7 separate regions of the Mus musculus genome follow, and regions 2, 3, 4, 5, 6 and 7 are each linked to region 1. A link is a contact called in public HiCAR-type and promoter capture Hi-C data. All regions are on one chromosome and are shown on one strand. Each heading gives the region's core, a stretch centred on a gene start, on an enhancer-like site or on the middle of the called end of the contact. The rest is flanking DNA. Distances are from core to core; before and after follow the strand shown. Region 1 holds the start of Suz12 (SUZ12 polycomb repressive complex 2 subunit). Region 2 holds the start of Tlcd1 (TLC domain containing 1). Region 3 holds the start of Sdf2 (stromal cell derived factor 2). Region 4 holds the start of 2610507B11Rik (RIKEN cDNA 2610507B11 gene). Region 5 holds the start of Spag5 (sperm associated antigen 5). Region 6 holds the start of Pigs (phosphatidylinositol glycan anchor biosynthesis, class S). Region 7 holds the start of Sarm1 (sterile alpha and HEAT/Armadillo motif containing 1).

Region 1 (3,729 bases), core at 466-2,965:
AGCTAGTAGTTAAAACCTTCCTAGAGGATTGGTTTTCTCATAACATTTAGAAAGTTTTAAATTTCCAATTAATCTTCAATTTAGTTTTAGTTTCAAGTTAAAGTAAAAGGAGATGAGATGTCTTAGAAGAGGTACAAACAAGTGTATTTATTCTCATTACTGTCCTTCAGTTCTGATTATATTTAAAAGCTTTTCAGATTTTTGTAAAAGTATATTAAGCAAAAGAATAACGATCTCTGAAGCATGACCAATTATCTGTTTCAATATTCAAAAATCGAAATGATTTGTATTAAATTCCAATAAGAATTTCACGAAGAATCAATGAAAATGAAGGAAGAGTATTAAAACAATGTAAAACGTCTTTCCAAGCACAGCTGATACCAAAGCCCATAACATATGCCACGGATATAGTGTAAATAAAGAGATTCAACGGCAAAGCTGACTTCATTCAAGTTGCCGTAAAATACCCAGCTAGAAGATTGCTAAATTCCACTATCTACACAAAAGAGGTGCAAAACCATCAGGATATAATGCCCACTTAGTAACAATTTTATTTATAGTCATAATGTTTATAAATTCTATTGTTTGTTTCCAGGCACTGTGTGATCCCCTTTCCAAAAAAGTCAGTTTCGCCCTCCACGCATCTTTTAAAACGAAAAACCGGGATTTAAAAAAAAAATGTTCTGGAATTAAGAAACAACTCCAAGGTTGTCCACGGAGAGGACGCTTGCCCCATTCTGTCTCTCTCAGTCTACGCACCCATAAAATGGGCGGAAAGGTTTGAAAAGCTTAAAAGGTTTCAAATGCTGCGTGTTCACTCACACGCAGCCAGAGTGGGTACGAACGCATTTCAGACCCATGACAATTTCCTCGGCTTTACAACACTCATCTCCGGACAGGCTGTGTCTCGTCCCCCCGAAACCTACAACTATAATCCCTGTACTTGTGGAGTAAGGAAGACACAAACGAAAACACCAACTCGTCTCGGGATCTATATGCGCTCAGTTCAACCGTCACGTCCCCACCTCCAAGGCTGCTCTGAACCTGGGGGCCCCGGGGCGACCCTTCCGGGAGTCAGGGACCTGCTCGGGACCCCGGCGTTCCCCAGCGAGTCCTCCCTCCACTCCCAAAGCAAGTGGACTCTCCGAGAACCCGGCGGAGTGCCCCGTGCCCCGAACGCCGGAGAGGGGCACCCCTGCCCTCGAAGCCGCTCACACTCACTCTCAAAGGCCTGGAGGAAAAGCTCGTGGTCAGCCTGGACGTGCTCCATTTTCGGCTTCTTCACCGGCAACACCGCGGCCCCCGCCGCCGCCGCCGCGGCCGCCGCCGAGGAGGAGGAGGCCGAGTAACTGCCGCCGCCTCCACAGCCCCCGCCGCCGGATTTGCCGCCCGAAGCCGCCGCCGCCACCGCCGCCGCCGAACCCCCGAAGCCGCCTCCCCCGGACCCCGCGCTGGGCCCCGAGCCGCCCCCTCCCCCACCGCCGTGCTTCTGAGGCGCCATCGCGGTTCCTGCCTCCTCCCCCCGCCAGCTACCCGCCGGGCGGCCCCGGAGAGTGAGCGCGCCTGCTACACCAACCGCTCGCCCCAGCAGGCTCCAGCGGACCGAGGGGGGAAGGAGGAGAGAGGGGAGGAGAGGGGAAGGGAAGGGAGGAGGAGAGGAGGGAAGGAGGGAGGAAAAAAAAAAAGTGTCTCCTCCGAGCCCCGCTCCGCTTCGGAGGCCGCTCACCCTACCCTGGCCTCGCTCCGCCCACTTTCCCCGCCCGGCGCTCTGATTGGCCGGCGGGAGCGCGCGCCGCCGGGCCGCCCAGCCCGTTGGTCCGCAGAGTCCCCCGTCAGTCACGCGGAGGCGCTTCTCGCGGAGGCGCGGCTTGGTTGGCCCGTGCGCGCTGCCGACCGCGGGCCCGGACGCCTCTTTGAACTGAATTCGCGGGAAAATGAGGGGTCGGAGCGGCCTTCCTGCTCGTCCCGGTGCATTGTGGGCAGAGGGGGACTCGCGAGCGGCTTTGGGAGCCGTTTCTCGCCTTGAGAGCTTCGTCAGTCGCCGCCCCCAGGGGGGCAGAGGTCCCCTGGAGAGAGAGGCGGGTGACTGAGAAACTGAAGGCGAAGGGGCCTTTGAAAGGAGCGGAGGTCCACCGCGGATCCCGAGACTGTGTGGTCTCAGGAAGTGACCTGCCCCGGGGGTGCTGTGTGCTCAGTCTCATCTCCACTGAGGCAGGAGGAGATCGGATCCCCTGGCCGCCACGTGCCCCAAGCCACCCATGGCCGAAATCCCCTAGCGCAGCCACTGGGTTGTCGGACGTGAAGGGCTCGCCTACGAAAGGGAGCGACCTATTTTGTGGCGGCCGTTTCTCAGAAATTAAGGAGACTTGGTTTTGTTTTGTTAAGTGATGTGAGGTTTTGGGATTCTGTGGAATTGGGTTGTGGCTTCTCAACACGATGCGAGCAAAGTAGATACTTCATTTTCTCTGAGACAAATAGGTGATTCGAAGTAAAGACATTTCTTGAAGTTTTATTTATTGTACTGCCAAAAGCTTGTGAGGAACGCTGTGTTTTGAGTGTCTTGTTTAAAAAGATAGATAAACTGGGCGGTGGCGCACGCCTTTAATCCCAGCACTCCAGAGGCAGAGGCAGGCGGATTTCTGAGTTCAAGGCCAGCCTGGTCTACAAAGTGAGTTCCAGGACAGCCAGGGCTACACAGAGAAACCCTGTCTCGAAAAACCAAAAAAAAAAAAAAAAAAAAAAGATAAACAGACCCGACCTAAGTCTGTTGGTACAAATTGGCTTACTCTGAATAACTTGGATTTCAAGTTAGACAAAATAACCAGCTTATATTGCTTATATTTTAACTTTCTAAAAATGTTTTTATGCTCGGTGGTGGTGGCACACACCTTTAATCCCAGCACTTGGGAGGCAGAGGCAGGCAGATTTCTGATGCGAGCCTGGTCTACAAAGTGAGTTCCAGGACAGCAAGGGCTATACAGAGGAACCCTGTGCCTAAGTCTACACCAAGGTCGTATGCTGCGGTCCTTACAGCCAAAAGAGGATGTTGCCTCTCCTGGAAATGGAGTCACAGGTGGTTGTGAGGCCTAGGGTGGGTGCTAAGAATCAAATAGAGATCTCTGAGAGAGCAGCCAGTGCTCTCAACTGCAGAGCTGTAAGTCCAACCCCACGTTATGTTTTATATTAAGAAGAAACTTTAGAATGCTCTCATTATACTAGTCTGTATTTAAGAATATTTCTTACTGCAAAATAGGTATATGGTGGGTTTTTTTCCCCCTTATGTTTCTGAAGAACGTCTCTGATGAATGCCACCCCACCGAGGTTTCTGGAGTTTTAGCTGCGGTATTGCTTTATAGCGTTAGGAAATTCAGTCAGGGTCTGAATAATTAAATTACTCTAAGCAAATCCAAAAATATCGCATTACAAACTAGAGTGCTAATTTAACTATGTGACAACTATATAGCTGTCAAAATGTTCCCTCTTCATCATTTGTCAGGGTTCAGTTGTAGGGAGGGAGAGGACGGAGGGACAAATACAGTCAAATAACCAAGTGAAAGATTATCATGAATGTTTGATGAAAGGAGAAATGCACCTAAGGGATTTGGGGTATTCTTAAAGGAAATGGTAGTAGCAGGCATTAATGTGATGTTATACATCTGTGCTAACCAACATTAATCATGAAAAAGCCAGCCATGCCATGAGAGAGGCGCTGCTGACCAGTCCTCACTT
Region 2 (3,729 bases), core at 680-3,179, 1.8 Mb after region 1:
GGTTGGCAGGCTTTTGGACAGTGTCTTGTCCTCACCCATTTAGCCATGCCCAACCGGTTGGTCTGCTTCCCTCAACCCTTGCCCAAGAACAGGACTTCAGAGAGCTTTCATTAGTGTTTTCAATAGTGTGGGTGTAAGCTTAAGGTGGAAAGGCTGGCCCCAGAATACACCCAAGCTTGGGGCAGAGTACTAGTTTATGTTACAGAGCAATTGGCTGTGCTTGCCATCCCTTTTACAAGTCCTGGGTTCTACTTTCTCACTCAGTCAAGAATTTGTCTTTTTGTTGGCGCCTGGGTGCACGTTCAGGGCAGAAATCAGAGCGGAGGAGGCGAGAAAAGTAGATGATTATCATCAAGTCCAGCATGAGCAGGATGGCCAACAAGAATGTGCCCAGGGTCCTCTGGCCAGCATACTGTAGGAAGAACTTGGTGAGGTAGGCCTGAGGGGCCAATCGGAAGAGGAAGTACATGACCAAGTTGATATACTTGTTGACCTTGTAGAGGAGGAGATCCTGAGCATTGTTTATCTTCATCATCATCCTTAAGGTGAGGAAGATGTTGCTGACCTCTACCAGTAGTGTTAAGACGCCACCACCAACAAATCTTTTCCAAAAGATACCAGAGAAGAAGGCGCCCATAGCCTAGGGGACAAGTGACAGAACAAGGGCCCATGAAAACAGGTCATATCAGTCGGAAGCTGAGGAACACCAACTTTACTGCTAAGGTTTCTTTATTCACTAGCGTTAGACTTTGTCCACGAGGGTCTAACTCTGTATGACATCCTGGTCTGTTTACCTAGATAGTAGATAGGCCTAGGCACTCTGCTGTCCCCAGAAGGTGTTTAAACATTGAGAGAGTCTTAGGCAACTTAGAAGTCAGACGCTGCTGGGTTAAGATGGCCTCCCTCCCTGGCTCCAGGGGTTGTGAAGATTTTGCCTGTGTCATTTCACCGGGTTCTCCCTTACCATGACATGATGAACAAGGTATTCCCAAGAAGCTCGAGTTTGCTTGCTAACCACAATGTCCACTGTGTCGTGGATAAAGTATCCTAGTGGAGAGGTAGGGAAAGAGGAAAAGACTGAACACTTTGAAATTATCTTCCAATCTAATCTTAACCTTCTTGGGCATAACCTACCTGCAGAGAAGCAAACAAGCAAATAGCCAGAAGCTGACCACGCTGTTTCAATCTCCACCAGCATTTCAGGGGTTTGCCATAAGCTGGAATAGAGAAAAGGGATGTTCTCGCGGTTGTAGCCTCCCGGAGGACCCTCGCCTCCCCCAACAGTCTTGCCAGTCCCAGGGTGCTCTGTGCGCCTACTATTGGCTGGTTGAAGAGTAAGGAGGGACTTGGCCAAAGCCCAGGTACCTTGGGTTTCCCACAGCCGTTCTTGGTTGGGTAGTTTTCCAAACGGAATCAGGTGAGATCCTTGGCGTCTGTTCACCCGTGATGGGAATAGCAAGAGGGAGCCCAGTCCGAGCACCCCGCGAAAGATCCCACGGCCATCTCATTTACCCCGGGTTGTTCACTCACCACAGCAGTGCCCAGATCCCTGATACAATGGAGTGGGTGAAAGAGACGAGTAGGTTGTGCCAACGCCAGGTGCGCAGGGGGTCGGTTTGCACGTGTGCAGGCTGGGGCAGGCGACAGAGCACGCGCCGGAGTGCCCGGAAGGTCAGCGTGGCGCCCAGGAGCAGCGGCCAGGCGGGGTGGAACAGTAGGGGCATGCTGACCCTTCCTGCCGTCTGTCTGTCCGCCCCTTAAGCCGTCTCCTCCGACAGTTCTGGGAACACCGTTCCTTCTCTGGCCAGCGCGCCACGATCGTTTCTGCCGCGGGCCGCCAGCCCCACAGTTTCGCGGAGCCCTCAAGGCCCCTTCGCTCCTCCCCGCGTTCCCAGTGAGGCCTCTGCCCGCCCCTGCCGCCCTCGCCCCCGCCCCGCCCCGCCGCCTGCCCCCGCCCCTCGGGCGCCTCTGCCGCGAGGAGGGCGCGAGGCCGGTGTCCCCCAGGGCCCCGCCCGGAATCGGCCGACTTCGAGCGCGAAGGGGCTGTCCTCGCCATCGTTGCCGAGGCACCCTGTCTGGCGCCTCCCGACATCCGAAGGCGTCCTCGGCCGCCCTCGTGCGTACGGCCCCACTAGCCCACTTCCCGACTTTCTCTGCCGCCACCAGCTCCTACACCCTGGGCAGGTTCTGCGAGAACGCTCCTCTCTCAACTCTTTCAGGGCAGAGCTGGGCGGGACCGTCGCACAGACCGGGCTGCTGAACGCTAAACCCGGGGGCTCAGGAGCGCCGCCTCAGACCACGGCTCCGCCCAGACTCGATTCCTCTCTTGGACCGGGATCGACGTGTTTACCTGCTTCTCCCGCGCCCCGCACGAGTGGTGCTTAGGAACTGTTGAGTCACCCACCATCACCACACTTCTCCCCATCGTTCTTGGGCTCCTGGAACACAGCGGTTGTCACAGTCCTCCCTCAGACAGTCCCAACCCTCTTCTGGCTCCTTGGAGGCTGGGGCGGGGAAGGCTGCCGATTTGCCCAGACAGCTGGGGTGACCCTCTCTCCAGGGCAGCGGCCTGGAGTAGATGCGGCTTCTGGCCACTAGGTGTCAGTCTGTCCTCACTGTGATGCGGGATCCAAGCCCGCCTCCACTCCAGAGAGTAAGGCAGTTGCTCTGCGGAGCGGGATCGGCAGACCAGGAGAAAAGGAGCAACCCAGAGGCGGTGCTGAATGAAGGGAGTGTGCCTTTGGGAGGTGGAAGTGGACAACGAGGGCAAAAAGTGGGGACTAGGAGAACGGTGTTTCAAGATGTTGAGGGGCAAAAGCCCAAGCTCAGACTCCCAGGCACCTATGCCTTTTGGGTATTTGCTGCCTTCCCTGATGGTTCCAGGGTTACACATTAACTCCCAGAGGTCCCCAGGGTCACTCAAGGCCCATTCGGTTACTAAGTGATAGCACGATGTAATGTTTTGTGTGAGCGTTTTACCCCAGCACTCCCTCTTTGCTTCCCCAGCCAACTCCGGCCTGAGCCAGTGACCACAGGTTCCCTCCACGTAGGCTAGTTTGGGGCGGGGCAGGGACAAAAAATAAACAACCCTTCTCTCGCCCACTGAGAAATAGGAACGTTGTTAGCTAAGGACCACCTCCTGAATACTGACATTTTATAACTCCCTTAGAGCTGCAGGCGTCATGAAGAAGTCAGGATTTCATTCATCCTGGTCGAAACCCTAGCAGCGATACCAACCAGCCCACTATTTCTGGACAGAAGCATAGAACCTTCTCTGGGTTTCCCCCTACCGCGACGCTATAAGTTTTGAGTAAAGCTCCGAGTCCCCCTACGGCAGCGTTTTGTGCGGATTCTGAGAAACCGAGAGCACTGTGCTCAGTAGTTGTTACAACCAAGAGACCACGTCATGTACTCTTCAGGTGAATCAGTTTGTCCAACTGGGGTTTTCCCGGTCCCTCCCTCGGCAAACACCAAATAACGCCGCTCCTCTCCCCACACAGACCGGCTCGGTTTTGGTGGTTTATACTTTACGTGCCAATCATGAGAATCCCTTTATCTTTCTGAGGTAGTGCCAACTCGTCCCGGACAGTGGGGACTGTATCGATCTTCGCATTCCACTCGCATTAGACCTCTGAAAGAACAATCTTGTTTTTTTGCCGGGCAACATAAGTGGGCGCCTTATCGCTCCAGTCTAACTACCTATGCCCAAGTCACGCGTGTGCGATGTGG
Region 3 (3,729 bases), core at 884-3,383, 1.7 Mb after region 1:
AGAGAAGCATAGAAATTAGCATCTGAATAGATGATGCACAAACCCATCCCCCAAGAGGGCTAATCCAAGTTCTTCGTTTAAATGATTTTGATTTTTTGATTTTTATTTTTTTATCGAGACAGGGTTTCTCTGTGTAGTCCTAGCTGTCTTGGAACTCACTCTGTAGACCAGGCTGACCTGAAATTCAAAGAGATCCACCTGCCTCTGCTTCCTAAGTGTTGGGATTAAAGGAATGGCCCACCACCACCCGACTGCTAATTTGGATTTTTGTTTGTTGAGGCAGTGTCTCACTGTGTAGCACTGGCTGGTCTGAAATTCTCTAGGTAGAGTGGCTGTCTTCAGAGATCCTGCCTCTCTCTGCCTCCAGAATATTAAGACTAAATGCCTCCTGCTCTACCACCACCGCCCAGCCTAACTCCATTTTTATTTAGTAGAGCCAGAGCAGGAAACATTAAATTAAAACGTAGTAAAACTGCCGGGCAGTGGTGGCGCATGCCTTTAATCCCAGCACTTGGGAGGCAGCAGCAGGCGGATTTCTGAGTTCGAGGCCAGCCTGGTCTACAAAGTGAGTTCCAGGACAGCCAGGGCTACACAGAGAAACCCTGTCTCGAGAAAAAGAAAAAAAAAAAAAAAAAGAATGTAGTAAGCCTGAGTAGGTGTTTACTGAATGAGGTGGTTAGGAATGTAAAGACTACATACTCCCTGGACTAAACTGGTAAGACAGGTTCTGAGAGTTGTGAACAGACTAACCATCTTAGAAGGTCACTTCCTTTCTAGCAAATAGCATCATCAATCATTCAAATTATATCACAAGTACACCTCCTGTCGAACTTCATGACTTTATTTCCTCCAGTGTGGGGGCAGAAGCTTTCCGTATGCTCGGCAAATACTCTAACACTGAAGTAATTACCAGCCTTTGAACTTCTGTTGTTTTGAGACAGCCCCCACTATATAGGCTAGGCTGATCTTGAAGTTACAATCCTGCTTCAACCTTTTGAGTGCTACAATTACAGACCTAGGCCACCACGCCTGCCCATTAGTCTTGTTTTATTGTTTGATTCACTACTGTATTTCCTGTATCTAGAACAATACGAGACACACTAAAAGTGCTCTTTAAATCTAGGCCAAATGAATGAGCCCACGAATAAGTGAGTATTTTAATTGCACATGATAAAAAACAGACTTTCCTCTGCAATGTCTGTCAATGCTTAAATTCTTTACAAGAAAGTTATTGCTAAGTTAGAGTGTCAAAAAATATGAGCTAAAAATAGGTGACATTTAAAATCTGAGATTCAGCTTATGTTGTCTTGCTCTAAATGCTCCTCTCTCCAGCACAAAATAGTGGCAGCCCATGGAATCTGAAAGATTTTGAACCTGCACAGATTTGGATTAAACCCTGTCTCCATCATTCACTAGCTGGCTTTGAGCAATATCTCTAGGTCTATTTACTCACCTAAGAAAATAACTTTAGTATCTGTCCTCAATACAATGTTAAAAACCGGAAAGTATATATGTAACACGTTTGGCCCACAGCTCATCAAACAGAAACTAACATTAGGACTAAGTTTCCTTGGCAACTCGTCGTCCTCTTCAAGAAATAGGGCACGGCTAACTTTCCCAGACCACGCCCTCAGACTCCGAGGCCCCGCCCCTTCTAGGCTCACCCGGCCTAGGCAGCCCACCCAGAGCGGTGAGTCCCCCTCTGTACCTGACCCATAGCGCACGTCGTGAGAATGCAGTCGGACATTGTGGCGTGTATTGAGTAGCTTCACCACGGAGCCGCAAGTAACGACAGCCATGTTGGACGCTCCCACAGCGCTCCACAAACCACCCAACAACAGAAGCGACAAGACAGCCATCCTAGATCCGAGAGAACTAATCATCCAAGAAAATTAGGCCCGTCCCCGGAACCGGAAGCCGAGGGTAGAACTACGCCAAGATGGAAGAGAAGACTCCTTAACCTGAATCTTTATGGTTCCTTTGGCGAGAGCGGCTTAAAGAACACGCTGGCCCGGGAGGCCTTCGGGACCTCACTTTGTACTGGGTGCTCTGTGGCGGCTGCGTTCCTTAGGCGTTCGCGGACTCGGAACCAAAGCCCTAGACGCCGGAGGGGAAAAGACAGCAGGAAATGACCCTCCCACTCCCAGTGACAGAGAGCCGGAGGTGACGTACTACGTTAACGCAGCAGCGGCGACGGTGGTGGTGGTGGTGGCGGCGGCTGCGGAGGGCCCTTGCGGTGGGTCCGGACTATCCTTTTGCAGTCTCTGATCGGCGACTCCATTTTCTTCGGTGGGAGCTTAGCGTAGCGGAGAAGCAGCGGCCTTCAAGCAGGTAACGCTCAGCCTGGAGAGTGTGTTGCGTGTGTGGGTGCGCAGGTGGCGAGCCAGACTCCTGGGGCCTGGTCCCGTAAGGGAAGAAGCTTTGGGGTGCCCCACTGCGGGAAGGAAGGGGGCCCTGGCTTTCCCTGATCTGCCAGGGGGGAAAAGGACAGGAAAGTACCGTGATTGCTCAGAGTCTCCAGCCCTTTCTCCACGCGGTACCACCCGGAACCTGTGACCTGGGGTTACCTCTTGAATCAACAGGCTTTCTGGGATCCCATCTTCTCCGCGGCGTCTGGAATCTGGGCCACGCAAAAAATTGGGACTAGAAGAGAGACCTAAGGGTTTCTTTACTTGGCATCAGGTGATCGGATTAATTAGTCCGGCGTTTGGGTCCTGCTGAGCTTTCGAGAGTTCAGCCATGAGGCGGGTGTACTGTGCTGAATGTTAGCTCTTTACAAAATGTTGAGTAATTATACGGTTTTTTTTCCACATATGGGCAAGTCCCTTAATCCTTTCTAAAGATGCGAGTTTATACTTAAGTACCTGGAGCCTTCCATCTTGTATAATTCATTTCCTCGAACACTTGCCAAAGACCTATCATAAATATTAGAATTGGTTGTTAAATCAGAAATGTGTATTGTTTGACATCAGGTACTCGAGTATCTTAAGTAAAGCAGTTCCTCTGTATTACAGAAAGAATCGATTTCTGTTTTCCTTTAGGAGGCGGGTCTCCTGTAATAATTACATGAAAAGACACGGTAATACAAAGGTCATAGGGTAATTTGTTTTTCATCCCGCCCCACTCCATTCCCGCTGCTCCCCTTCTTCAGAATCCTCCATTACTTATTACTTTCATTAATTTGTGTGTGTGTGTGTGTGTGTGTGTGTATGCCTCAATTAGTTAATTTATGGTGGTTTACAAGTACATGGGTGAAGAAGTATTCAGAGAAGCCTGGGCTACAACCCTAAAGAAAATGTTCCCCTCCCCCAGCAACCATGAATTACTATCGATCCTTAGGGTTGGTGGGATCTCATGATGAGCCCCTCCCCCCTAGCAACCGTTAACTGCCCATAAACCTGTAGGAAGGGAGGAGCCTGGTCCCCCTCCCCAGCATTGAAGTATGCTACAATGTGTGGAAGTCGTTGAATTTAATTAATTTTGGGGAGAAAAAGTTTAGTTCTATTGTTGAACACTCACAGTTTGTGAGTCTTCAGTGTTTTAGTTACAAAACAATTATAGCAACAATGGAGAAGCTGAGCCAGGAGGATCATGGAATTTACGTTTTGGTTGCATTTGTAGACCCTGTCTCAAAAACAGCTCTCCCTTCAACCACGAGTTTAGAGCCCCTCTCCATGCCTAGTGTCCCACCACTACAGGCTTATTTTATTTGGTTGGCTTGTGTGACTA
Region 4 (3,729 bases), core at 513-3,012, 1.7 Mb after region 1:
AGGTCCTGAGTCCCAGGAGAAGGGAGTTCTATTGGTCCTCCCGACAAATCCTCTTTCCCTGGTTTCTCTGATCAACGTGGCTATCCTGCTCCTCATGATGATGTTAGCTGAATTTGCTTAGCAGTTCTCTTTTTATGAACAAGTTGCCACCCTATTTCCTCTCTTAAATTAGAACAGTGAGTTTGCTGTTTCCTGTAATCTTTCTCTGTTTACTTCCATATCTTTCTTCCATACCCTGGATACTCTGTGTCATTAGTTTGGTACTAGATACTAAAGAGGACCCAGCAGATACCAGGCTCTACCACTGAACCACTATTCCAGCTCATTTTAATTTTGAGAGAAGCACTCACTAAGTTGCCTAGGCAGAGCTTGAATTTATAATTCTCTTGCTTCGGCCTCTTGAGAAACAAGAATTACAGGTTTATACCACCAGATCTAGTCCCATAAACACTTGAAACAACTGGCATCTATTGCAGAGTCCTCCAAGTAGCTCCTAAGATCCTCTTGACAATAATAATAATAACAACAACAAAAACAACAACAACAAGGGTGGAGTTAACTAGGAAAACTACCCATGGAGGAAGCTAAAGTTTGAAACCCCCTCCAAACCAACACACACACCACACACTCCCGCCCTTCTCCTCTCTCTCTCTCTCTCTCTTTCTCTCTGCAATTCCCGGAACTCACCACCGTCTGCTGGTGCTGCTGAAACTTAAGACTGACATTCTGGATCCAAAAAAATCGGAAGGAGCCAATCTTTAGCTCTGCCTGCAACTTGCGCTGACACCACCTGGTGGCCAACCGGACCACAAGCCACCTGCAGAAAAAAAACAGTTGGATTATAAGACCCTCTACCCTTTTTGATTCTAGAAAGGCCTTGCAAGGGGTGGTATCCTGAAGCCGGATTTTTCTTAGGAACTTTACGATTTTCCTAAAATATTTCTCTAGTCATACTCATTTAGGCACAACAACCAGAACTACGGGCCCCTAAATTCAAACAAAACTAGGCAAACGAAACTCACCCTCTAAAAGAGGTCAAAAAAAAAAAAAAAAAAAAAAAAAAAGAAAGAAAGAAAGAATAAACAAAGAAACCCTCAAATCTTTAGGAACCCAAAGTAAAAAGAGGTCCTCAAAAGGCAAAGTGAAGGCAGTCGTGTTAAATACGTCATCGCACACTCCTTAGAGGGTCCCTGTCTGCGTCCCCACCCTGCAGCCGTTTCCGAGAAGGCAGAGGTCACTCTCGGAACTGCTCAAACACCGCTCTGCTCTAGCCAGCCAGTCCTCCCGACCTCTCTGCAGGGCGCGGCTGCAGGTGCCCTTCGCAATCTGGGAAGAGGACACGGAGGCGAACGGGGCAGGAAAGGGAGACCACCGAGGGAGGCCCCCTCCCTCACACGCAAACATTCGGTTCCCGGACTGGACATTGCTTCGGGTCCAGCCAGATGCTTCAGCGCCCCTGCCCCCACCTCGCTTCCCCTCGCCTCGGCTGAGCGCCCCCTCCTGCTCGCGCCCCCTCCGCCTAAGGCGCCCGACCAACCCGCGCCTCCTCCAGCCGGTCTTCCTCGACCCCCCCGACCCTGTGGCTAGAATCCCCTCACCGGCCTAGGAAGAGTGCGCTAAGCGCAACCAGCAGCAAGACCAACAGCGCGGAGAGAAATAGAGGCATTTAGGTCCGGGTCCGGCCCGGCCTGGCCCCGACCCCCGCCATGCCGGGCCCTGACGCCGGAACCGCACAGCGCCGCGGCGGGCTTCGGCCGCGCACGCACACGCACGGCGAGGAAGCGTTAGTGCGCGCGCGCGTGTCCCCGCCCCGGCGGCTCGTGGACCAGCCGGCTGGCTCCCTCCACGACCCGCCCCGACCCGCCCCGACCCGCCCCAACCCGCGCGCGCGTGCGCGAGCCCTGAGGGCCGACCAGCGGCTTGCGCGGAGTGGAGGCGTGGCTCTGGAGAGGGAGGGCGGGGCGGACCGCGAACGCGCGGTCCTGCGCGCTACACCTAGAGCGCAGCCTGCGCGGCACGCCGCGGAGCTCCGGGTTCGCGCTGAGGGCGGGGGATCGGAGTCCGCACGAGCTCGCCGGGCGGTGACCAGGATGGGTCGTTTCTACCACTTTGAGGTTCCACTTCCAAAACGCATTCCCTAGGCCATTAAGAGCCGGCCTGGCTGGTGCCGGGCGTGGTGGTGCAGGCCTTTAATCCCAGCACTCAGGAGGCAGAGGCAGGCGGATTTCTGAGTTTGAGGCCAGCCTGGTCTACAAAGTGAGTTCCAGGACAGCTAGGGCTATAAAGAGAAACCCTGTCTCAAAAAAACAAAACAACAACAACAAAAGTTATGTGTCTGTAGGTCATAAGTGATCCTGTCTGAAAAGATTACAGAGAAAATTAAGAGGTAATTCAAAGACCTCAGCTATCTATCATCTCACCCCACAAGGAAACCAACTTTGTTTACTGTCTGAATACTGTTCCAGATAGTATCTTCTTATCTTTTTTTTTTTTTTTTTTTTTTTTTTGAGACAGGGTTTCTCTGTGTAGCCCTCTGTAGACCAGGCTGGCCTCGAACTCAGAAATCTGCCTGCCTCTGCCTCCCAAGTGCTAGGATTAAAGGCATGTGTCACCATGCCTGGGCCAGATAGTATCTTCTAACATCCTTCATGGGGAGAGCCATTCTGTATTTTTAGGTTTGTGCGATTGTGTATAGCACCACCCAGAACAGGGTGAAATATAGAAATAGTGAATATTGTTTTACCCTTTACAGATTATCTGGGAAGCAATTTTAATTACATGAAATACAGAGTTCAAGGTCAAATCAAGCCAGAGTGAATTTTGCATTCTTCATTGTTAAATGAAGGAAGTAGATAAGGTCTGTTATGCTTATTCTCATGAGTCAGTGTCTGACTAATGACTTACTAACACAGTACCAGATAAACACAGTACCAGATAAAGAAATCCAGATGGTTCCAAGGTATTATGAAGTATTTTGTGTTCTTGGTTCTCAGATCCTAATCTGCATATAATTCTTCCAGATTTTTTTGATTGGCCTCTTCAAATAACAACTTCAAGGCCTGTGAGATGGATCTATAGGTAAAGGCACTTGCTGGCCCGAGGAATTGATTTCCATCCTCAAAATCCACAAACTATCCTCTAAACTACACACACCGGTTCATCTTCAAAATCTGTAGCTTTTTGTTCAAGTGTGGTTTCTCAGTGTTCAGGTAGGATCTAAGAACTCAATTCAAGTCAATGAGGCATCACAACACATTTCCATACTGGAATTCATCTTTTGGGGGTCTCTCTGCATGCAGCAGGGGTGGCAGAGTAACAATGTAACTAAGGCGAGACCAGAATCAGGCTCACCAGGACTCAAGAACTGGTATTGGGGGGGCTGGTGAGATGGCTCAGTGGGTAAGAGCACCCCACTGTTCTTCCAAAGGTCCGGAGTTCAAATCCCATGGTGGCTCACAACCATCCATAATGAGATCTGACTCCCTCTTCTGGAGTGTCTGAAGACAGCTACAGTGTACTTACATATAATAAAAAAATAAATAAAAAAGAACTGGTATTGGTATGTACTATAGAATCTGGAGTCTGACACCAGGCAGTTTATTTTAGGCATATTTAAACACAGTTTAATTTTGGGGGAAAAAGTTTTCTTCTTTTTGTTTTTTCTGGCTGTCTTGGAACTCACTCTGTAGATCAGGCTGGGCTCGAACTCAGAAATCCACCTGCCTCTGC
Region 5 (3,729 bases), core at 879-3,378, 1.7 Mb after region 1:
TTAAGAGATATGGTAGGGGCTGGAGAGATGGCTCAGCGGTTAAGAGCACTGACTGCTCTTCCAGAGGTCCTGAGTTCAAATCCCAGCAACCACATGGTGGCTCACAACCATCTGTAATGAGATCCGATGCCCCCTTCTGGTGTGACTGAAAACAGCTACAGTGTATTCGTATAGATAAAATAAATAGATAACTCTTAAGAGAGAAAGAGTGGGGGGTAGGAGAGACTGAACAGAGGATGGGAAATGTTTCAAGTGCTCTCAGAATCTAGAGTTACACCAGAATAACTCAGAGATCACTCCAGGAATGCCAGCTGGTGGTGGCACATACCTTTAATCCTAGCACTCAAGAGGCAGAGGCAGGTGGATCTCTGAGTGGCCAGCCTGGTCTTCAGAGTGAGTTCTGGGACAGCCAAGTCTACACTGAGAAACCCTGTCTCAAAAAAAACCAAAGCTGGGCTGGTGAGATGGCTCAGTGGGTAAGAGCACCCGACTGCTCTTCCAAAGGTCCGGAGTTCAAATCCCAGCAACCACATGGTGGCTCACAACCATCTGTAATGAGATCTGATTCCCTCTTCTGGAGTGTCTGAAGACAGCTACAGTGTATTTACATATAATAAATAAATAAATAAATAAATATTTTTTAAAAAACCAAAGCCAACCAAACAAACAAAAATCTTGAGTTACTAAAGACAGAATAAAGTTAATGAAATAGGATTGCGGGTATAGTTTAGTAGTAGTGTAGTATCCATCTAGCAAGCACAAAGACCTAGGTTTAATACCCAGCACCATAAAATAACAAAATCATGGTCAAAGAAAAAAAAAAGCAAACTTTCATATTTTGAAAGAATGGTAGGCTTCCTGGTTCTCCCTATAGGAAGAGGAAATGATAGCAATTTCTTCAGGACAATTTCCCAAGTAAGTTCTACAAAATGTCTTTAAAGAACCCAGTGGGTCAAACTCCTCTCTTGACAAGTTTTACAAAAGCAGTTTGTACTATTTCTCTTAAGTCATTTGACAAGTAATTAAAAAAAAATCTAAAACATTAAAAAAAAAATCTAAAAGTAGAAAAGAAGCTGAGTGGTGGTAGTGGTGGCTGGCACCCTTGATCTCCGAACTGGAGAGGCAGAGGTAGGCAGATCTCTGAGTTTCAGGCCAGCCTGGTCTACAGAAAGTGTTTCAGGACAGCCAGGTCTACACAAAGAAACTCTGTCTCAAAAAACAAAAACAAAAACAAACAAACAAAACCCAAAACAACAATAATAGTAACAGTAACAATAGAAAACCTTCTAACTAAAAGGTACAGCTCAATATAGGCAATTCTGCAAGGTAATAGTTTAAAGTATTGGATACAGGAAAATTCTAACTACCCCATAGGATAGATGGATATGGTTTCAACTCTTGGAGACAGATCTCTCCATAAATGTGCCAGTATTTCTCGGGAATTTGGTATAGGTCAAAAACAAGAAAAGAGGTAAAGAAAAAAAAAAATCGAACCCAGCTAAATAGAGGTGTGGGTTCTCAGTGGATTCGTTTTAACCACCCCAGGGCACCTCTCTGTTGGCCTGAATAGCTGTAAATGGATGTCACGGAAGTGGAAGACTTCATTATCGTTATTAATTACGTTCCAGCTTTGGCCCTCTGTTCCTCTGAGCATCTGAGCCTGGGCAAACAGCCCAGTTGTGAAGCTAAAAATCTCACCTTCAGCTCCAGCCTGCACAGGTATGGGGTCAGCGCGGAGATCATAGAGGGACCTTTCCCTGAATCGGCGAGGGCCTCGGGCTGTAGTTTAAGCTCTCGGAGAGGAGTACTCATAGCTGGCTTCCCCTGAGAGAGAAAGCGAGTGTGAGGAAAGCTGGTCTCGGCCTCCCGGAGTGTTTTCCCACAACCGCTAGGCCGGGGCGGACAATGCCTCCCGCTGCCCCACTTCGTCCGGAGCCGGACTTCACCGGCCTCGGCCCCGCCCGGCCCCGCCCAGGTAGCGCCCTGTCTGCCGGAGTTCTCTCCTCACCTTTTGGGGCGAAGGCGACAAACCGAGATTCAGTGTTTTCACCCTCCACATTTTCAACTCGATCACTTAACCAGACCAAGTCGAAATGGCCACTTTCACCCGCCGCCTCTATTTGAACCCAATACGCACTTCGGGATTGGCTGCGGGGCCGCGGTACGTATGGTGGGCGGGACCTGCGCGCGTCACGCCCCCACGAGCCGCTCAGCCTAACGCCTCCACTGAAGCACCCATCTGGCAGGCTGGTGTGTCTGTGGGCTGCTGGAGAGTCGTGGAGTCCTGTTTCAGTGGCTCCGTTCCCCCGGTTACCGAGTGAGCCGCACTTCCCCCAGGGTTGGGCTGTCCAGGCATAGGTGCCAGTTTCATAACGGCCAGAGGGAGTTCCTAAGTGCCCAATTTCGGCCTTCAGGTAACCGCCTCTTCAGAATTTCTGGGCCTTTCTTGTGTCTAACCTCGGAGCCTACTGTAACAAGATCACTAGAATAATAGTTGATATTTACTTTACTGTGCATTTATGGTGATCTGTTTCAAGTGCTTGCTATATTAATAACTAACTCTCTCACACACATACACACTCTCACACACACAAACAGCGTGTCCCACACCACCACTGCCTGGCCCTCAGCCTCTTGAATGATGAAATCACAGGCCAATTTAGAAGTGTTAATGTATGAAGAAAAAGAAGAGAACCAAAGAAGAGCTTTAATGTTAGAAACTGTAGGGTTCTGTCAGGGTATGCGCGCCCATCAGGAACTGTACTGGTCAGTAACTTTCTGCGGGCTGCATGTAGCTCTGAATTCTTCAAATGGGAATATAATACAGGTGTGAAATGCACATTGCATTTCAGACCTTGTATGGAAAAACTATTTTTTTAATGTTAATTGCATACTGAAATATTTTTAGATATGCTAGGTTAAATAAAATATATTAAAATTTCTTGTTTTAAACCTTTTGAACATGGGTGACAATTTTAAAATTATGTAAGGGGAAGAATGGGGCAATGACTCCATCTTAGAGCTTGTCAGGAAAGCTTGAGGGCCTGAATTTGGATCTCCAATACCCAATAAAAAGCCGGGCATGGTGGTGCACACTTTTAATCTCAACACTGAAGAGGCAGAAGCAGGTGGATCTCTGTGAGTTCGAGGCCAGGATGGTTTACACAGTGTGTACCAAGACAGCCAGGGCTACATAGATCCTGTTAAAAAAAAAAAGGGCTGGGTGCAGCAGTTTTTGCCTGTTCTCCTAACAACATGGGGGCTGAGGCAGAAATGAGAGGATCCCCTGGGGTTTGCTGCTCAGTTAGTCTAATGAATCAGTGAGTTCTGGGTTCAATAACAGAAAATGTCTTGAAAGATAAAGTCTAGAGTGATTGAAAAAAATATGTAATGTTGACCTCTGGTTCCACAAAGCCCTACACATGTGAGCAAGCAGGTAGACAGGTACATGAACATGTACAGACATATAAGTTATACTAACTTGTGTTTCATTTCTTCTTTGTGACAGGGTCTCTCTGTGTACTTGTTGCTACCCTGGAAATCAGATCAAGCTGGCCTTGAACTCATAAAGAGACCCACTGGCCCTCTACCTCCTGGGTACTAGGATTAAAATCATACATGTCTTTTTGTTTTGTTTTAAGCTAGTCTCTGGTGGTATAGATCGGGCTCCTTTCAGCTCTTCCTCTGCCTCCTGAGTGCATTCATTATACTTCTATTGAACACTGCTAC
Region 6 (3,729 bases), core at 403-2,902, 1.7 Mb after region 1:
AAAAAAAAAAAAAGAACACATGAAACCGAAATAAAACCTAAATCATTTAGTAAAAAAAAAAAAAAAATACTGATGAAAAAACAAAACTGAACATGAGATTATGCATCCAATAAAGATCAGAGTCCTTGCCAGGTGTGGTGCAAGTCTGGTCTACACAGCAAGACCCAGGACAGCCAGGGCTACCCAAAGAAACCCTGTCTCAAAAAGCCAGAAACACCCAACCTCAAAAATCACATTGCCCAAGCCCTTCTGCACCTTTTTCTACTCCCCGGCAGGTGAGAATGGAGTTCAGGCTCTCCCGTGACTCCACCACGAGACCAAACCTCCTGCCTTACAGTATTTTGCTAGTTTCTTTCTTTCTGATGTTAACTATAAACATCTTTAAAATATTACCAATTTATTATTCACCCTCAAGTTCTTGGTACCTAACAAAGTGCCTAACAATACAGTGTGTGATGTTAAAATGACAAAGGTCTGAATACACATCCGATGTAACTTCAAACTCCCGTTTTCTTTCAGCTACAACCTGCTTTCCCTATGCACTGATGGGTATCAATTGCTAAGGATAAGGTGGCATAATTTACCGTATGACATAAATCACTGTCATAAGGACAGGCACTGTACTTTAGACTAACACAAACCCCCAAGTGAACATTCCAAAGGAGATCTCTTTTCTTAGGATTTGGGGGAAGCAGGCGGATGGCTCTTGATACCAAGCCTGATGACCTGAGTTGGATCCCCAAGACCAGGACCCATATGGTGGGAGGAGAAATGACTTTCGCAAGTGATCCTCTGACCTCCACAAGATGCTCCACAGCACAGACATCCACACAAACATACATGTGCGCGCGCACACTAAGTAAATGTAATAAAACATTTTAAAGTAAGTTATGAGTCGCCCTCGCCCCTCCTATGCATTCCAACTCTGGGTTTTGGGCCTGGCTCAGATGGAAAAAGCAGCCCTGACACCTCTTCATGGGAACTCACATTTCAGAGGGATCTCTCGCTCATGCACAACGGTGAAAGGTAGCTTCTCTTGGTCGTCCAGGGGCACAGAGTCCCGAGTAAACACAACTGTGACTGGCACCATGAGCCGGAGCTGCGCGAGGGATGAGGGGCATCGGGGTCTTTAGCAATGTCTGCACCTTACAGCTGGGCTGCCCCCCGGTCCCCCAGCCCCGGTTCTCCCCACCCAGTCTCACCAGCAGAGCATTCAGCCCACTGATGTCTGAGTAAGGCAATGGGGCCCGGTAAGTCTCCGTCGTCTTCCACCAGAGCGGCAGTCCCAGAAGGATGGCCACCGCGGCGAAGAAAAGCGCGGAACGCTTGCCCCGGACCACCTCTGAGGGCACAGAGGGCCGACTAAGACGCGGGAACTAGGGTGCGATGCCCGCCACACCGGGATCGTGGAGGAGTGCGGGCGGCCGGGAACCCCGAGCAAGCCGCTCCCGCGTGGCGGACCCCCAACCCCAGGCTGGAGGGAGCTGTCAGGCTTCTCGCGCCCCACCCACACATTCTGCCCGCGAGACCTCCCCACTGCGCCCTCCACCTGAAATCCACCGCACCTAGGTCCGTGGCCGCAGCTCCTGCGGCCGCCATGGTCCCTTCCGGCTGCCCAGGTCGCCGATGGGGCGGGGCCTCATGAGCTTTCTCCAATCGGAAACTCCAGAATGAGGGGGCGGGACCACGGTGCGCGACCGCTGCCAATCACGAGCAACACTGCTGACGCACGCCAGTGCGCAGGCGGAGCCCGTGAGAGGGTACGCGCTCGGCTACACTTTCAATCTGACCCTGGCTTTTCATTGAGTGCACCTGGTACTGTTTAGCTCTACAACGCCAGTTTAGAGAAGGCGATAATCTCCATGTAGCCCAGGCTGGCCTCGGACTCTGGGCCCTCTCCAATGCAGGGGATTACATGCACCACCACGTTCAGCGGAAGGGGAATATTTACTTAAATGAAGTCGAGCTTATCAAGAACCTGACTCCCGAAAAGTTTTCTAATGTCATTTCTTTTTTTTTTTTTTCTTCTTTTAAAGATTTATTTATTTATTATATGTGAGTACACTGTAGCTGTCTTCAGACGTACCAGAAGAGGGCATCAGATCTCTGTTACAGGTGGTTGTGAGCCACCATGTGGTTGCTGGGATTTGAACTTCGGACCTTTGGAAGAGCAGTCGGGTGCTCTTACCCCCTGCGCCATCTCACCAGCCCCTAATGTCATTTCTAACATAGGTCTTTTCTTCAGAGCACCAGCTCTTCAAAGCTTAAAGATAAAACTGACAAAACGGTAACTTTTTAGCATGGTTGGCTACTATGTGATTAATTTTATTTTAGTTAATGTTGAGACAGATCTCCCTATACGATCCAGAGGGTTAAAGTGATCCTGTCCCTAATGTCTGATACCTCAGCCTCCCAACTAGCCGAGACTATAGACTAGGATTTAAAAATCGATTCCAATTCGAGCGATTGAGGATGCTTCATTGAAAAATTCCTGAGCACAGCCTCTATATAGTAATGCCTGCTGTTCGAATCCTAAATAGCCTCTCAGCCTCTCTTTGAAGCCTGTTTCCTCCTATGAAAAGTACAATGGTACCTACTTTACAGAGCTGTGTTAATGCATATAATAATGGTTAGAAGAACAGTGCCTGGCAGAAGCATATGGAAATTGCTGAGTTAGCTGCTTTGATTATAAGGTCAGGCCACACAGAGCAGAACATCAATGACTTTTCCAGTGCACATCTGTCTAGTGTCACCCTACCTCACACTCTAGCCCAGGGGTAATCATTCACCACAAAGCCCTATCAGTTCTAACAAGTCCAGAACCCTCCGATGAATCCCTTCTCTACATGGAAGTGGGTCATAGCCCTTGGCAAGCTTCTAGACACTCAGCTCTGTAGCCCCGAGGCTTGGAAGGTTTCCTTATTGGAAAAGACCTAAGTGCACATTCTTCAGAGATGGAGGAGAACTGGCCCACTCTGATCCCTGCTTGTCCCCTTTGAGCCTTGCACAAAATGGAGTTTCTCATCCTGCTGGATCCTTTAATGTGTCAGTCCCTGGAAGACCTGTACCCTCCTCTCCACCCCCAGGCCCTCTAACAACAACTCCAGCTTTGGAAATCAGCAGGTAGGAGCCTGAGCTAGGGATGGTGAGCCAGGTGAACCCTTCCTCCACAAAACTTGAAGCTCAGGAAAACTCAGATCTCACCTCACCACCACCACCACAATCAGAGGGGCTCTGAGATAGGATCAGCAAGAGGTCGCACACATGGAGGTAGACTTTGGTATGTGCAACAGACAGACAGACAGAGCGGTGTGCTGTGTTTTGCTCTCATTTATTTGCTATGTACTCAGAGCATAAGGAGCACGAGTCAGGGCTGGAGTTCACGTCCCCCTGATCCCAAGAGAGAAAATTAGCAAGCAGAGCCCAAGGACAAACTATACCATCAAGGGTAACTGTAAGGGCTGGTGGAGACAGGAAAAAGGTCCACATGTTCTGTTCTGACTTCTAGAAAGTCCCCCCATCTTCAAACATGGGAGGGCATCTCTACCCTCCCATCCTGTGGTCTCGGGTACAGCAATGTAAGGCATGTGAGATGTGAGATGACTTGGCGCTGGATAAAGATATCTCTGTTCTGCATAGCTATTTGGCCCTGGCTGTGACTATAGGCAAAATGGGATGTGCATTGCTAGGCCAAGGGCTGTGGGTAGAGTCAGCGTGCCTCAGTAGGCA
Region 7 (3,729 bases), core at 872-3,371, 1.5 Mb after region 1:
CAGGATCTAGGAAGGCTGTCGGCTTTAGAGTGCCGTCCGTCCGAGGATTTAGGTCACCGGGTGGAGAGGTGTTCTCGGGTTGCACACCGGTGTTGGTATTGTTCTTGGGCTCCTCCACGTAGTCATAGCTCCAATAATCATCCTCTGGCATAGTGAACACGTCCCCCCGCGTTACTGCAGGCAGAACGGGGAGCAGTGAGTGTCAGGCTGTGGAGGGAGCCCCAGGCCCACCCACCAGGGCTCTGAACTCACCTTGGGGCTTGCACTGCTCCATGTAGTCGGCACAGCAGCTCTGATAGTAAGTGCAAAGCTCGTCACACTGACACTTCTTGCTGGCCATGAAACCCTGAGTGCAGCGGCCCTTGCATGACTCTATGGGAGGGAATATCAGGTTTACAGCCCAATCTAGGGCACCTGCCCAACCTGCACTTCCCTAGGTACCCACCAATCCCCTCCCACACCTTGGTCAGCCAGAGAAACCCATGCCACCAGGGCTAGTATGAAAAAGGGCCTCAGGGGTGCCATGGCAGGCCTCTAGCCCAGGGCCTTGGCAAGCTGGGCGCGGAGCTTCTGGAATCTCGCTGTCCTGCCTGAAAAAAGAAGCAGACTGAAGAAGAGTTCCTAGTTCCCTGGGTTTCTGCCCTTTATTTGCTCATCCTCTGGCCCAGCCCCATTGCCCTCCTCCAAACACAGCTGCAGCAAAGGGTCACATTCCCAGAACCCCAGCCCCAGGAGAGCTGGGAAACAGAAAACCCTCGCCAAGACCAAAGTCAGTAGGGTCACGGGCAGGAGGGATAACACGCTTAGCTTAGCTGGGGAGGTGGAAAGAAAGCATGTGTTGTCACCCTCTGAGCCAGTCCCGTTAATCTCCCTGAGCCTTACTTTTTATAAAGTGGGACCATGGTGCCTTGCCTCATCAGGTGTTGAGAGATTCCGTGAGCTAGAACAGACAAAACGTTTCGTGCCTGGAGTAGCTTCCAACTCATTCCCATAAGCCGTTATCGATTTACTGTTTGATCAGGCTAGGTGCTTGTCCCATCCTACCCCCCGCTTCGAATCTGGATTTTTGGGGCAAGAAGGGGGGTTGGGGGAGAGCTGGCAAGCACTTTGGGGGAGGTTTTCTTTTCTTCTCATAAAAGAACAAAGCTTCATTTCTGGCCTCTCCTTGTTCTCTCTAAGCTGGGTGTTACAGCATAGGAAGTAGTGGGTCAGAGTCTATTCTTCTTTCTTTATTTTTTTTAGATTTATTTATTTTATGTTTTGTGTATAAGTGTCTGCTCACATGTGCATCTGTGCACCACATGCATGTCTTGTGTCTATGGAGGTCAGAAGAGGGCTTTGAATACCCTGGAACTGGAGTTTTGAACAGTTATGAGCTGCCGTGTGGATGCTGAGAATCAAACCCAGGTCCTCTGTAAGAACAAGTACTCTTAAAGGCTGAGCCATCTTTCCAGTCCCAGAGCCCATTCCTGAGGCTTTCACTAATCCATTGATCCTCGGGGGACCACCCTGGCCACACCTTCAATGACCTCATTTATTTTAAAAAAAAAATGGACTCATTGGGCATACTTTCTAGACTCACATACTAAGTGGGATTTCTCTATAAAGAAAGTGCTCACTGGGGTAGAGTGCCAGGTTTTGGGCCAAATTCCAAGCACTGGCACACTTCTGAAGCCCCTCCGTTTTCTGTTCTGTAATCACAGGCGAGCGTGCCTTTGGTGTCTCTTCTCTATGGACCGCAGTAGTCTCAGCGGCAAAATGAAACACTAAATTTTACTCCCTACAGACGCGTGAAGCCTAAGTGGAAACCGGCATTAAAGGGCTTTAAGAATCTCAACTGCGATTCTTTAACCATCCGGAGGGGACGTGGATACATGTAGCCAGCTTGCTTCCACATTTTGGGGAGCCGAGCGAGCGGTAGGAAATGGAAGACAGCTCTTTACAGCCCTTTCTACAGCATCTTGCACACCACCAAGGGGAGACTGGGGAGAGGAGGCGGAGCCAGGTGTGGGCGTGGCTGGAGACCTGGGGTAGGGCTTGCGCCTGCGTCGGGGGCGGAGCCCGTGAAACCTAGAGGCGGGGCGTCAAATCCTTGACTCTGCTGCTCAGAGGCGTGGTTGCTGTTGAGCATCTTAGCTCCGCTGTGCTTAGATTGGAGCAGCGCTTTGTTCCGGGCACCGGCGTCTCTACCCTCCCGCGTCTGGTCCATGCTTCTCTCTCCCTTCATGCCCTTCCTAAGTCGCTGAGTCCCGGAGCTGCCCTCCTCCTTCTGCTTCTACACTTGTAGCCCAGCACCTTTACCGGATCCTGTTTGCTTTTTTTTTTTTTTTTTTTTTTCTTTCTCCTCCCAAGGCCGGGGTCTCTCTGCCAGGCCCCGCCCCTCTAGGCCTGGCATGTCCCCTGCTGCCCAGCGCCCATGGTCCTGACGCTGCTCTTCTCCGCCTACAAACTGTGCCGCTTCTTCACCATGTCAGGCCCACGGCCGGGCGCCGATCGGCTGACAGTGCCCGGACCGGATCGGAGTGGTGGCGCCAGCCCATGGTGGGCTGCGGGCGGTCGCGGGTCTCGCGAAGTGTCGCCCGGAGTGGGCACTGAGGTGCAAGGCGCCCTGGAGCGTTCGCTGCCTGAGCTGCAGCAGGCGCTGTCCGAGCTGAAACAGGCAAGCGCGGCGCGGGCTGTGGGCGCGGGTCTCGCCGAGGTCTTCCAGCTGGTAGAGGAAGCCTGGCTGCTGCCGGCCGTGGGCCGCGAGGTGGCCCAAGGTCTATGCGATGCTATACGTCTGGACGGTGGCCTCGACTTGCTGTTGCGGCTGCTTCAGGCACCGGAGCTAGAGACCCGTGTGCAGGCCGCGCGCTTGCTGGAGCAGATCCTGGTGGCTGAGAACCGGTGAGGGAGAGTGGGGTGAGGTGTGGGGTTGCCAGGGCAGTGAAGGTGGTTGGAGACGGTATCCCATTGCTGATTTTGCCCTAAGCCCATAATTCTCCCGTGCATCTGGGTGTCTTTCTGTGTTACCTTCTCACCAGGGCAGCCATGACCTTATTCTGCAGCGTCTGATCAGGAACAGAAAGTTTTTTGGTTTTTGTTTTGTTTTGTTTTGTTTTTGTTTTTGCTAGGACGAAATAGTAGGGGCAGAGAAAACTGAGGTATCTTTCCTTCCTATGGGAAACTGCTTGACTGCTTCTCCTTTGCCTACCTCCTGAGACCTCCTTTTGAACTATTATGAAGCCTTTGAAGGGCCCACTTTCCCGGTCTTCTGGTGCCAGAGCAAAACAGGCTGTCACACTAATTTTCACCAAAATCTCAGGCTCTCAGCTCAGAATTTTTAGAAGAGTCGCTTTCAGCACGCAGCCCTCACAAGTGTCACGACGTGTTTTCTCTGGCATTTTTGATCACCTTTGATATGTGGAAATTACACAACTGTCCAAAAAATGCACAAACAGAATGATTTGGGTTGGGAGACCCAAGGTAGGTTTCTGCTTGCTTAACCCCTCTCATCTAATATCCGCTGTCCTGACTGGGATAGGCCATGAGTATGGAGAACTGGAAAATGGAGTAGGTGCTTGCTGAGTGTGTTGGAGCCCAGCTTGGCTGGTGTTGGCTTGGTATGGTCAGGGAGTTAGAACTGGTGGTACCTGTGGGAAGTGGGTGCAGGAAACATGATGCAAACATACGGATATGTTTTCAGGAATGGAAATGACTATCCTTACTTATTGACAGCTCTGAGAGAGT

Evidence for each region. Promoter capture Hi-C pulls out the DNA fragments that hold promoters and counts their contacts. HiCAR-type assays count read pairs that join an accessible place to other places. Capture Hi-C pulls out chosen DNA fragments and counts their contacts.
Region 2: a contact with region 1 is called in a HiCAR-type map of astrocytes, with 2.6 times the contacts expected there. The contact joins the promoter of Tlcd1 here to the promoter of Suz12 in region 1. A contact is called at or near these places in 3 of 39 promoter capture datasets (cranial neural crest, liver and pre-B cells) and 1 of 115 datasets of contacts at active chromatin or transcription factors (astrocytes).
Region 3: a contact with region 1 is called in a promoter capture Hi-C map of liver, with 3 times the contacts expected there. The contact joins the promoter of Sdf2 here to the promoter of Suz12 in region 1. A contact is called at or near these places in 5 of 39 promoter capture datasets (the C10 cell line, cranial neural crest, liver and 1 more) and 1 of 115 datasets of contacts at active chromatin or transcription factors (large pre-B cells).
Region 4: a promoter capture Hi-C map of pre-B cells shows a contact between it and region 1, with 5 times the contacts expected there. The contact joins the promoter of 2610507B11Rik here to the promoter of Suz12 in region 1. A contact is called at or near these places in 6 of 39 promoter capture datasets (the C10 cell line, cranial neural crest, embryonic stem cells and 2 more), 3 of 115 datasets of contacts at active chromatin or transcription factors (embryonic stem cells, large pre-B cells and pro-B cells) and 1 of 9 other capture datasets (liver).
Region 5: a contact with region 1 is called in a promoter capture Hi-C map of pancreatic islet. The contact joins the promoter of Spag5 here to the promoter of Suz12 in region 1. A contact is called at or near these places in 3 of 39 promoter capture datasets (the C10 cell line, HPC-7-derived erythroid cells and cranial neural crest), 2 of 115 datasets of contacts at active chromatin or transcription factors (epiblast stem cells and large pre-B cells) and 3 of 9 other capture datasets (adipose tissue, liver and pancreatic islet).
Region 6: a contact with region 1 is called in a promoter capture Hi-C map of pre-B cells. The contact joins the promoter of Pigs here to the promoter of Suz12 in region 1. A contact is called at or near these places in 2 of 39 promoter capture datasets (the C10 cell line and pre-B cells), 2 of 115 datasets of contacts at active chromatin or transcription factors (astrocytes and epiblast stem cells) and 2 of 9 other capture datasets (adipose tissue and liver).
Region 7: a promoter capture Hi-C map of embryonic stem cells shows a contact between it and region 1, with 2.9 times the contacts expected there. The contact joins the promoter of Sarm1 here to the promoter of Suz12 in region 1. A contact is called at or near these places in 3 of 39 promoter capture datasets (embryonic stem cells, liver and pre-B cells).

What each region holds. Positions count from the first base shown.
Region 1 is chr11:79,991,092-79,994,820 of GRCm38.p6, reverse strand. It overlaps Suz12 (SUZ12 polycomb repressive complex 2 subunit), which reads right to left and starts at 1,715. Exons shown (of 16, transcript NM_199196.2): 1 at 1,222-1,715. The coding sequence starts at 1,501.
Region 2 is chr11:78,176,858-78,180,586 of GRCm38.p6, reverse strand. Tlcd1 (TLC domain containing 1) reads right to left here and starts at 1,929. Exons shown (of 4, transcript NM_026708.2): 1 at 1,531-1,929; 2 at 1,135-1,217; 3 at 965-1,047; 4 at 1-640. The coding sequence starts at 1,724. The coding sequence ends at 257. It overlaps Mir7653 (microRNA 7653), which reads right to left and starts at 1,760; the gene lies at 1,700-1,760.
Region 3 is chr11:78,244,150-78,247,878 of GRCm38.p6, reverse strand. It overlaps Sdf2 (stromal cell derived factor 2), which reads right to left and starts at 2,133. Exons shown (of 3, transcript NM_009143.3): 1 at 1,709-2,133. The coding sequence starts at 1,883. Supt6 (SPT6, histone chaperone and transcription elongation factor) reads left to right here and starts at 2,176. Exons shown (of 37, transcript NM_009297.2): 1 at 2,176-2,331.
Region 4 is chr11:78,259,787-78,263,515 of GRCm38.p6, reverse strand. 2610507B11Rik (RIKEN cDNA 2610507B11 gene) reads right to left here and starts at 1,762. Exons shown (of 39, transcript NM_001002004.2): 1 at 1,599-1,762; 2 at 688-817. The coding sequence starts at 1,666.
Region 5 is chr11:78,299,990-78,303,718 of GRCm38.p6, reverse strand. It overlaps Spag5 (sperm associated antigen 5), which reads right to left and starts at 2,128. Exons shown (of 24, transcript NM_017407.3): 1 at 2,009-2,128; 2 at 1,699-1,824. The coding sequence starts at 2,059. It overlaps Gm3948 (predicted gene 3948), which reads left to right and starts at 2,208. Exons shown (of 4, transcript NR_166889.1): 1 at 2,208-2,414; 2 at 3,509-3,597.
Region 6 is chr11:78,326,345-78,330,073 of GRCm38.p6, reverse strand. Pigs (phosphatidylinositol glycan anchor biosynthesis, class S) reads right to left here and starts at 1,652. Exons shown (of 12, transcript NM_201406.1): 1 at 1,566-1,652; 2 at 1,203-1,342; 3 at 988-1,099. The coding sequence starts at 1,599. It overlaps Aldoc (aldolase C, fructose-bisphosphate), which reads right to left. Exons shown (of 9, transcript NM_001303423.1): 9 at 2,293-3,729. The coding sequence ends at 3,720.
Region 7 is chr11:78,496,146-78,499,874 of GRCm38.p6, reverse strand. It overlaps Sarm1 (sterile alpha and HEAT/Armadillo motif containing 1), which reads left to right and starts at 2,121. Exons shown (of 9, transcript NM_172795.3): 1 at 2,121-2,886. The coding sequence starts at 2,417. Vtn (vitronectin) reads right to left here and starts at 755. Exons shown (of 8, transcript NM_011707.2): 1 at 462-755; 2 at 253-372; 3 at 1-174. The coding sequence starts at 525.